Regions from separate parts of the Mus musculus genome. Here regions 2 and 3 are each linked to region 1. A link is a contact called in public HiChIP or PLAC-seq and Micro-C data. All regions are on one chromosome and are shown on one strand. Each heading gives the region's core, a stretch centred on a gene start, on an enhancer-like site or on the middle of the called end of the contact. The rest is flanking DNA. Distances are from core to core; before and after follow the strand shown. Region 1 overlaps Plekhm3 (pleckstrin homology domain containing, family M, member 3). Region 2 overlaps Ccnyl1 (cyclin Y-like 1). Region 3 holds the start of Fzd5 (frizzled class receptor 5).

The links. HiChIP or PLAC-seq counts read pairs in DNA pulled down with a chosen protein or histone mark. Hi-C and Micro-C count contacts between places; a contact is called where the count stands out from the background.
Region 2: a Micro-C map of granulosa cells shows a contact between it and region 1, with 2.8 times the contacts expected there. The contact joins two enhancer-like sites. A contact is called at or near these places in 2 of 15 datasets of contacts at CTCF or cohesin (the NIH/3T3 cell line and large pre-B cells), 99 of 484 Hi-C or Micro-C datasets (the 63-12 cell line, the AML12 cell line, the AtT-20 cell line and 63 more), 17 of 115 datasets of contacts at active chromatin or transcription factors (the HPC-7 cell line, bone marrow-derived dendritic cells, bone marrow-derived macrophages and 9 more) and 4 of 9 other capture datasets (adipose tissue, embryonic stem cells, liver and 1 more).
Region 3: a CTCF HiChIP or PLAC-seq map of the NIH/3T3 cell line shows a contact between it and region 1, with 11 read pairs. The contact joins the promoter of Fzd5 here to the enhancer-like site in region 1. A contact is called at or near these places in 13 of 39 promoter capture datasets (the C10 cell line, the HPC-7 cell line, Sertoli cells and 8 more), 3 of 15 datasets of contacts at CTCF or cohesin (the NIH/3T3 cell line, large pre-B cells and stem cell-derived epiblast-like cells), 54 of 484 Hi-C or Micro-C datasets (the AML12 cell line, the C2C12 cell line, CD8 T cells and 40 more), 42 of 115 datasets of contacts at active chromatin or transcription factors (the HPC-7 cell line, the NIH/3T3 cell line, T-cell acute lymphoblastic leukemia and 31 more) and 4 of 9 other capture datasets (adipose tissue, liver, macrophages and 1 more).

The regions. Positions count from the first base shown.
Region 1 is chr1:64,931,288-64,934,682 of GRCm38.p6, reverse strand. The region is part of intron 2 of Plekhm3 (pleckstrin homology domain containing, family M, member 3); the gene reads left to right. It also overlaps the pseudogene Rpl31-ps24. Among named protein-coding and RNA genes, the nearest start is that of Gm51627, 24 kb to the left of the region's middle. Within about 2 kb of position 1,507, at least 21 of the 459 cell types and tissues checked have an H3K27ac peak or open chromatin away from gene starts, as enhancers often do. A contact at or near this core is called in the C2C12 cell line, the NIH/3T3 cell line, the STO cell line and 6 more, where this site is marked.
Region 2 is chr1:64,716,220-64,719,614 of GRCm38.p6, reverse strand. Ccnyl1 (cyclin Y-like 1) reads right to left here. Exons shown (of 10, transcript NM_001097644.1): 8 at 1,318-1,484. Among named protein-coding and RNA genes, the nearest start is that of Fzd5, 20 kb to the left of the region's middle. Within about 2 kb of position 1,909, at least 37 of the 459 cell types and tissues checked have an H3K27ac peak or open chromatin away from gene starts, as enhancers often do. A contact at or near this core is called in granulosa cells and muscle stem cells, where this site is marked.
Region 3 is chr1:64,736,202-64,739,596 of GRCm38.p6, reverse strand. Fzd5 (frizzled class receptor 5) reads left to right here and starts at 1,847. Exons shown (of 2, transcript NM_022721.3): 1 at 1,847-2,464; 2 at 2,744-3,395. The coding sequence starts at 2,997.

The DNA.
Region 1 (3,395 bases), core at 258-2,757:
TATTACATTTTCTGGATAGGCATACTCAGATGCCATATGGAACATTCCTTATTCCCTTGGCCCAGATGGCTTTATTGAGCCTGATGTCAATGCACACATCTGGGATCCCCATTTCCCTTATAGCAAACTTCCGAATTTCTTTGCGTGCCCGAGAAGCACACTTCTTGAAGCCCACTCCATGGGTGCGCTTGTGAAGGAATGTTGATGGTGTATTCTCGGGTCACCACCTCGTTGATGGCAGAACGGTCCTTCTTCTCACCACCCTTCTTTGCGGTAGCCATTCTGCCCGGCCCAAGTTGGAAAAGCAAGACTAGCTCTTAACGAACACAGATGAGTGTCTGTACTAATGCTCATCTTCTCTGTATCACTGTCATGTTACTTCCTGAGAAACAGGACACTCATAGGCATGAAGGAATTCCCCGGAGGATAGAGGAGGTAGAATCCCGCCATCACAGAATGAAGTCCAGACATACACATCTTAAAGTAAAACATCTAATGACCACATGGGTGTCAGATATGTTTTTAGATACGAATAAAGATTGTACACACACACACTTGTACCTATATCTGTTTTATATATTTTATGTATGTTTAATAGATTATATGCATACACACATGCACCTGTATCTGTTTATTGGTTTTATGTATGTTCAATAGATTGTATGTACACTTGCACATGACAAATGAAGATGCTACTGTCTAGAAAGAATATTCAAATAGGACTCAGGAGTCATTTCCAAGCTCTACTCCTGTCTCACTGTACAAATTTGGAAAAACCTTTTATTGTCTCTTTAAAAACTTAGCAAGACAGATTGAATTATCTCCGCAGTCCTTCCCAGCCCTAAAACTGTATCATTCTAGGATGTGCTTGAATGGTGTGGGAACTAATTGCTATATTCAGATCAATGATTAAGATAATTTAATAACTGAAACAAAAGTATGGTTAGAATTTTTTCACAAGTGAGAGATTTCTGTGTAACTTTTAAGTCTACTGCTACATGAACTGCAGTGGTAACTTTTTAAATGAAAAAAAAATTAAAGGAATCTTTTATATTCGCTGTAGAGTCCCGAATCTCAACCAACTACCAGAGTGGAACTTGCTCTCCTCCCTGACTGTGTCACATTTTCATCTGCTGGGTAAGGGCAGTGGTCAGCTGGGCTTTTGTTTCTGTAGGTGCCGCTCTGGTGACCCGGCATGCTCCTGGCCCTGTGTTTTCTTGTTCTGAGTACTTTAGGAGAAGGTCTCAAGCAGAGATTTTCTTTACGGCTAGACAAACCACCGCAGTCTAGTCCTTTATCCTGAGCTTCATGCCACTGCTTCAGTTCTCTTTCCCCATCTCTCACTTAAAAAAAAAAAAAAAAAAAAGGCAAATTTGGGACTTGAACTAAAATGACTGCTTTTTCAATTATGCCATTTCTTAAAAGCCCTGGAGCCAGGAGAGATGGAAATATTCATGTGGGTTTAGAATAAGTGAGGTCACCAGGACACAGTGTCTTGCTGAATTTGTGATTCACCCTCTCACAGATTAGTCAGTGTAAAAAAGTTGCTAAAATAGGTCACAGGAAGTTGATTGTGTATGGTCAAAATTTCCACTGGTTAATGATCCCTTTTTGGCCATGGCAGCCATAGGAGACCCAGTGCGCTTCACTGACAGCCTGTATTCCAATTCCTAACACTGCTGTAAGAGCCCCCTGAAAATGGAGTGTTTGAGGGTCTTTGTGGGTGTTCTTTTAGTGCACTTTATTCTCTTTTGACTAGAAAAACGGTGCTTATTAATTTTTCAAACTTCTAGGTTATCTTTCTAAAGCATAGGTCTTTGTGCTACTGTGTTCATAGAAAGGAACTCTATAGGGCTGGAGAGATGACTTAGAGGTTAAGAGTACTGGTTGCTCTTGCAGAGGACCTAGGCTTGATTCCCAGCACCCATACAGTGGTTTCCTGTTACGCGTGTTCCAGGAGATCTGTTGCCCTCTCTGACGTCTACAGGGGCCACACTCACACAGTAAACAGACATATTTATAGGCAAGGAATACAATAAAAATAAAAGTATACAATTGAAACAAACTAATCGCGGCTGTCACTTGTGACTCTGTGTGAACTTTATGAAGCATTTGGAATCTTTTCAGCCTTATCACCTTTGTTGTTCCTTGCCGAGATGTTTTGCCATTTTTCAATGGACCTTGTGCTTCCTGGTCCCTGGCTTTTGCCCAAGCTGTGTCTTTATAACGGAGATTCTCCATGTCTTTTTTGCTTTACATAAATCCTTCATTATCTTTCAAGGACCAACTCAAATGCCACATTGTCCCTCAGACTCTTCCAGTTTGTTTTTTCTCCCCCTTTTCCAGTACCCTGTGTTTTTTTTTCTTCCATAAACACTTATTCTGTTGTATATTATAGTTAATTACTTTCTACCAATCCTTTATCTTAGACCAGAAGCCCTTTAAAAATGTGAACCATATTATAGAAAACTTTGTACTGGACCAAGTATGAGCACACGAGTTCCATGTATGTATATGTGAAAGGGAGAATATATGTGAGTGTATGTGAATGTGTATGTGTGTATGAGTGTATGTGTGTGTATGTATCTGTAAATATGTGTGATTATGTGTGAGTGAGTGTGTGTGTGTGTGTGTGTGTGTGTATGTGTGTGAGTGCGAGTGTGTGCGCGCATGTGGAGGCCAGAGAGCCCCATTAGATGTCTTCCTCTCTTACTCTTTCTGAGGTAGGGTTTCATTTTTATCCTGGCTCTTGCTCATTCTGCTGGACTGGCTAGCCAGCAAGCTCGGGGGAACAACCCTTTTATCTCAGCTTCCCCAGAGCTGGGTTTACAGATACCTGCTGCCATACCTGGCTATTTGCATTCGTATAAAGGATTGAAGTCAGGTCTTCATGCTTCTTGTACGAACTTTACCAACTGAGCAATTGCCCTGTCCCTTGTTAGGCTGAAGTCTGTGCATCAGCACTGAGGAAAATCAGGACAGGTCGTGAATTGGTGTGCTCTTCCTTGGGACAGACCGTTTGTTCTTCTCTCTGCATTCCTTAGTTGCCTGTGGGCTTGGGCTTTCTCTGTCCACTTTAGTGTGTCTGTTGTTCTTGTTCAGCTCATGTTTAGGCAGTAATGTTGGCAAGACTTTACAGGTATAGCTTCTGACATTAATACCTTGGAAAAAATACAAGTATATATACAGACTGAACAGGTTGTATTTGTGTATTTAGAAATATATATGTATACACATATGAATGTAACAATAATTAATGAAAAAGAGGCCATAAATTTGAAAGAGAGCAAGGAATGGTATAAGGGAAGGTTTCGAAGGATGAAAGGAAAAGAGGAAGGGATATAATTATAGTCTCCAAAAATAAAAGAAATAATTTTTTTTAAGATTTATTTATT
Region 2 (3,395 bases), core at 660-3,159, 220 kb after region 1:
TCTGTTTATTTCAGATTCTTTTGTTGTCACATCCTCTGCTAAGATGGCTACCAGTGCAGTAACCACTTATGAACAGTCATTTTCACCAAACATTCCAGTTGCTGCCACTGGTTCCTTAGTTACTTCAGTTATAAACAGTTTAGTAATTTTGACTGACATCCTACCTACAGAAATGGGTAACTTCTATTACCCTCATACCTTCATCTTCCTATGATGTTCACTATAATCAAGGAGTTTCTTCCTAACTACAAGATTTCTTGAGTGCTATCCACAAAGTGACATCTTCAGTGTCAAGTGGGCACTTTCAGAGTTTGCTGGAAACCTCCCCTGTGTGCATCCTGCTTGCACACACAGCCTTGTCCATTACAGCATGAAGCCCATGCTAGTGGCCATCACTAAGGCTATGCTCTCAGTGAGCTTGGGGCCTGCAGAGCGCTGCTGTAACTGGGCAAGTGCTGAGTGTCCTCATAACCCAGTGAAACCTCTGAGCTGCTTCTAGGACTGCCTGAGAGGAATCCTGGAGCTTCCTGGCTCATGAGACCATTTCTAAAAACAAACTCTCCACATGCAGAGTAAAACTTTTACTTTTGTACCTCACAGTTTCTGTTATAAATGCTCAGATTAAAAGTGGGGACAGCAAGAGTAAATAGACAATGAATGACTCAGCCTCAAGCTAAACCTTACAGAAGACTAGATGCTCTGAGACATCAACACAGGCAGATCCTTTCAAAAGCCCCTTAAAAGGGGAGGAGGCTTTTAAAAAGTAATAGCATATATACTGTACTATGCTGTCCTTGCAAAGGTCACCAAAACCAACAAGAAAAATAATTTATCAAGCATATTATTAAACATATTATAACAAGACCTACCAATTAATGATGGAAGCTATGAACTGCTGTAAAGTTAGAGATAAGAATGTAGTTTTATGACTATTTCCACTGCTTAAGTAGCTGCTTAGTTAACTTATTCTTTTGAACAGAAATACAATATAACAAAACACATACATGGTGGAAAGTTTTAAGAACTTTAAACAAGACTGGGCGGAGGTGGCACACGCCTTTAATCCCAGCACTCGGGAGGCAGAGTCAGGTGAATTTCTGAGTTCGAGGCCAGCCTGGTCTACAGAGTGAGCTCCAGGACAGCTAAGGCTATACAGAGAAAAACCCTGTCTTGGAAAACAAACAAAAAAGAACTTTAAACAAGAGTTTTAAACAGCCTTTAAAAACATTCTTTAAGTTTTATGTAAAACTTTATAGTAGCAAATTAAGAGTACTAGAAAAATGGTTCTGAAAGCATTCCAAAACCTTATATACTCACATGTCCTCAACCGTAATGTCCTTGAGGATCTGGCAGTAGTCTACATTCCATACAGCCTGGTCATCCCAAACCTTGGAGGCAAGAAGAATGGCTCCCAGAACAATTCTTTTCCAGTTGGTGGGACAAATGTCGATCTCAGCATAAGTTAGGAGCCTCTCTAAGTAAACCTGAGGAATAGAGAGCTGAGCTTTAGTTCATGGTGTGTGCTGAATGTGTGGATGACAGGCCTCCTCTGTGCTTCCCTAGGCAGGTCTTCAGAGACTCTGCTCTACCTAAGCAAGAGGCTAGATCTAAAGCTGCCCACTCGGCCCATTCATCAGAACAAGGACTGTCACTAGTTAAGGGCATCCTGAAGAGTGAGTGATACTGGTGTCATTTTCATGCTTGCAGAGCAGCAAACAGGCTCAGTGCAGATTCAGGCTGTTCATTAAACCCAAGTTTCTCACATGTAATTTTACAGGCATGCTAATGCTGGGCTTAAGTGTATAAAAACCAAGCTACCCTGAGATTATTTAAACCTTTCCCAGTTCACAGTAACCCTGTGTGGAACTAGGACAAGAGAGCCTCCCAGTGGCTGCTGGGTAGAGCAGCATCACAGGCACTGTGCCATCACAGAGCCACCTGCACCTAAGGATGGTCCTTTACACAGTCATTTCCCCTTCTCTGCTCTCACTTCCTAAAAGCCATTTTCTCTCTTACATAATCTGAAATTTCATTAATTCCCTTGCCTTTAATCACTGCACAGACTGAAGCAGGCAGATCATGAGTGTTTGCTTTGTTAGACAGGGTATCACTATACATACAGCTCAGGCTGGCCCTGAACTCCTGTTATGACTGTTTTCTGACGCGGTTTTAAATCTCCTCTAGATTAGTGACCACCCTAGAGACAATGCAAGTGCTATGCTAATGCAAACAGTCCCGTTTGGAGGACGGCAAGAGAAGCTCCCCAACAAGTATTTATGATCTTTAATTGGTAGAAACTAGATGTCAAGTTCAGCTGTGGAAGGCAGCCCATATATGGTATGAAGTGCTTTTTATCAAGATAAAAAAGGCAAAAAAGGAATTTACTTGTAAGAGATAATCACTATTTTTTTAAGGTCATTAGACTAACGGCTCAGATTTCGTAATGTTCTTCAAACTCAATTTTTTTTTCCCAAACACAAATGTCTGCCAAATATGACACGTTCTCTATGAGTTTATCCTCCAGCCCCCATACTTGGAACTCTCAACTATCTGAGGAATGAATCTTTCTCTCAGGACACCCCGGCTGTTCCAGAAGTAGTCAGAGAGCAGTGGCGCACTGGCAAACCGTGGCTGCCCTTACTGACAGGTATGGTAGGTCCTGGTCCTCAGTAACACTTGTCCTGTGTCACTGCAAGAGAGGACTTGGTTTTCTTCAAACCAAAGCCAACTCTTGTGTTTTGTGGGTCTGGCTCCATTCCACTGTGCACAGCATCTCAGCCAGAGATTAGTTCAATGTCAATGTCTGGTTGCTCTGTTCAGCTCAGCTCAGCAGCAGATCACGAACATGCCAGCCCACCTCCAGCCAACCACTTAGTGCACCCACTTGTTTCTGTCTCTGGCTGCTATCACTATTCTGAAACAGCTCTTGCCAAGCCATTCATCAGTGCCTTCACTTAGAGATTCAGACCTCTTTACCTCTCCACCTGCCTGGTTGTAGAAGCTTAAACTCTGTTATCCTTCTCCAGTCTGCAAGCAACACCTGTCTGTTATTGGCAATCTAACAAATCTCTATCCTGGGCATTTTTCACTGCTTGCACATACCATTGTACAGCTTCCTAACGTTCTACTTGCCTCTCTTCTGACCTCCAATTATAGTCTATCTCTCCAAAAACAGGTAGAAAAGCCTCCTAAATTAATGTCACTTTCCCCATGCTCAAGACTTAGCAATAGTCACTAACCAACCTGGAACCTCCCTCCCTGTGAGACTGACCCCTAATTTCCCTTAGTCCTTACTCCCCCCACATGGCCATCCTACTTTCCTTGAGTACATGGAATGTTCTTTCATCACAGACTTACCCAGAGGATCTCCATCTCACTAATGCTGCGACCCTTTA
Region 3 (3,395 bases), core at 598-3,097, 200 kb after region 1:
GAGCAGTAAGACAGTAATGGTCTAGGCAGAACCAAGTGGAACAACCCAAGGTTCCTGGGTGAATTCCAGTGTGAGTAGTTTACATTCTCCAACTTCCAAATAATTTTTATTATTAGCCAACACTTGTCCATCGCAGCAACATACACAGCACATAAAGTGTAGCAGCCTCCCTTGGCATGTCGGCAGGCTGGACATACTTTCCACTACGGGTCCTTCCTTATCTGACTGGTGTGCTATAGTTTTTCACCCCTCCAATAATTCTTAGCCCGGGATGTTTCTAGACCCCGAGGGCCAAGCAGTTACTAAGAACTAAAGAGATTAAATTCTAGGGAGATAGAATAATAAAAGAGGTAGAATTCTAGGGAATGAAGCAATATACATTATAAACATTTAGCTGTGATGTCTGAGATTAAACACGGAGTTTCATTAGCCTCCACAACGCCTTGCTGATAAACTGAAGATGGCTTTTCAGCCCGTACAGACGGCACAGAAGACAATAACAACCCAACAGATCTCAGTCAGTGAGGCCAGTTCAGAGTCCTTCAAGTACTCCTATGCCCTCCCCTACTTCAAATCCCTCCCACTCCCCTCCCCCAGCGGAAGGAGGAGTGAAGGAGCAGTCTACAATTTAAAGCCTCTTCATAAGCGTGTGAACGAATTTCAAGCATGCTAAACACCTCGGTCTCCCAGCCTAATTAGAACTCGTAGAAGAGAGGCATTTGTGGGACATTTAAAACTTGGAGTATACTAACCCATCAGGAGAGCGCCACTGCGTGTCCCTGCGTTGACTGTGCGCAGCAGGTCTTTTCACGGTTCCCACTGCCCCAGTACGCCCCGGTTATCCGGTCTCAACCTCGCCAGAGTGCACAGCAGCCAACCCTGGGGGACCAAGCACCCTGAGCTGTACACTGCTCCAGTTCAAGAGTTTTTCTCTGTGGGCAAATTCGGATCTGCCAGGGATTATAAACCGCAACTGCTAAGGACTAACGTCTCTAGAGACTTCCAAAACTGGAAAGAAATTCATTCTCTTGTCACAAGGACAAGATTTTGTTATATATAAAAGGGCAAAGCCTGGGAAATATCGATATTTCTAAGGGAGGGGTGAGTGGTAAAGATTGTGAACTCTGCTGCCCAGCTTCTGGTTTGGGATTCCAGGTCAGAGCGCCTATTGTGTGCCAGGAGCTCGCACAGGGAGGGGCACAAGTTTGTCAACGTCTCTGCTGTCTTGTTAGCTCAGCTGTGTAGGTCAAGTTCTGAGGTGTTCTGGCCTCAGAATCCTACGGTATCCAGATCGCGTATCAAGGTGTAAACGATTAACTAACACGAGGTTGCTCATTAAGTACTAGCACGTCTGTCACCTAGCACAAGGCAGCTTAGAAAGAGGACAGGTGGCACAACCGAATTGACCTCTCATCCCTTTAAACAAGCGCCAGACCTCGATAAGGACACTCAGCTGGAGAGAGGTGGCCTGGTGGAGGCCCTGGAAGCCGGCGTTCAGAGAACAGAGCCCTCAGGAAAGTGAGCACCATCCTGGTGAACCACCGCAGAGAACTCCAGAAGGACTTGGGGCCAGGTTTCCCGCCCGGGTTCTCTGGGAGGACTCATTAGCATTGACCCCGCCCTCGTAACTTCCCGGTCCACTATTGGCCGACGCTCTTCCGCTGCCCGCTCCGGGCGGGGCCGCGGGGCGCTCGCGGAGAGGCCAGGACAGCGGGGCGGTGGGCGGGGACCCGGAGAGCGATTCGTGGGACGGCCCAGCTCGGGGCAGGGCGGGAGGGGGCGGGAGGGGCGGTCCCGGGGCGGGGCCTCCCGGCGGGCATTAGAGGCAGGTGACCCGGGCGGGGCGGGAGAGGGCAGTCAGCCTGCGGCCGCGACTTGTCCTCTGCCGTCGCGCACAGCTCGGAGCTCCCTGGAGGTGGGCGAAAGAGTGCGAGAGCGCGGGGGAGGAGCCGAGCGGGGCGCGTCCCGAGAGCGCCGCCACCGCCCCCCGGAGTCTGCTGGAGCGCGGAGCCCCCTGCAGGGGAGGCGGCGAGCGGCTGGCGGGACGCGGCGGCGGGTGCGGACTATGCAGTCCCCGCCCGACCAGCGCTGGCTGCTCGCTGTGCTGTGAGGTGGCGGGGTCCCCTCCGGCTGCCGCACCCCTCCGCGCAGTTCAAGTGCTGCCCGGCGCCCTTGCCCTTCGTCCCGGCCCCGGGACGCCGGTGGAAGGCACGGCCTGCCCCTGCCTTGCTCTGCCCGAATCATGCAGGGGGCCCCGAAGGAAGAGAAGGCGAGTGACCGGCCCGCGCCGCCCATGGTCGAGGGGCGCCCTGCTCTCTGAAACGCCCTCCACCTGCTGCCATGTGTCGCCGCCACAGGTACCTAGCTTGTCGTTAAACTTTCCCAGCTCTGGCCCGATTCGGAGTCGCGCGACTGAGGAGCCCGGCTGGTCGCAGACATCTGCCGCCCAGCAGGATCCTCCGAGGTGAGAGCCCGCGTCTTCCCAGTTCACCCGGTTCCTCTGCCCCCATCTCGGGGACTGAGCTCTCTGGCCCCAGGCACAGCCTGCAGGGCCGGGCCAGAAAAGAGAGGCGGGCGCGGGCAGTGGGGTGGAGGGGGTGGGGGCGTCTGAAGTTTGGTTCTAGGAGGAGGGGAGGAAAGGAGTTAATCTTGAGATTGGAGCTGGTTTGCGGAGACCAAGTGGTTGGCGCTCCTCTAAGAGGAGTGGTTGCGATTTTTCTTTTCCCCTACCTTCTCTTTTAAGAGTTCTGTCCTTGGAGTCGGAGCCCTAATCATCCCTCCAGCCCTATCTGGTGTGGAACTGAGTGCTGCCGGCGGAGGCAGCGCCTTCCAGAAACAGTTTATCTTTGGACGGATTTCTTTAAGAGAAAAAGAAACCAACAGGTTGCCAGCCCGGGCGTCACACTCAAGACTCCGGAGAGGGAAGCCCCGGCCGCAGATTCGTCGGCCAACGCAGACCCTCTCAGGCAGCGGGAGGCAAAGGGAAGAAGGAGACGATGGCTCGACCCGACCCGTCTGCGCCTCCCTCTCTTCTGCTGCTGTTGCTGGCGCAGCTGGTGGGCCGGGCAGCGGCCGCCTCCAAGGCCCCGGTGTGCCAGGAAATCACGGTGCCCATGTGCCGAGGCATCGGCTACAACCTGACGCACATGCCCAACCAGTTCAACCATGACACGCAGGACGAAGCAGGCCTGGAGGTGCACCAATTCTGGCCGCTTGTGGAGATCCACTGCTCACCGGACCTGCGCTTCTTCCTGTGCTCTATGTACACGCCCATCTGTTTGCCTGACTACCACAAGCCGCTACCACCGTGCCGTTCCGTGTGCGAGCGCGCCAAGGCCGGCTGCTCGCCGCTCATGCGCCAGTACGGCTTCGCCTGGCCCGAGCGCATGAGCTGC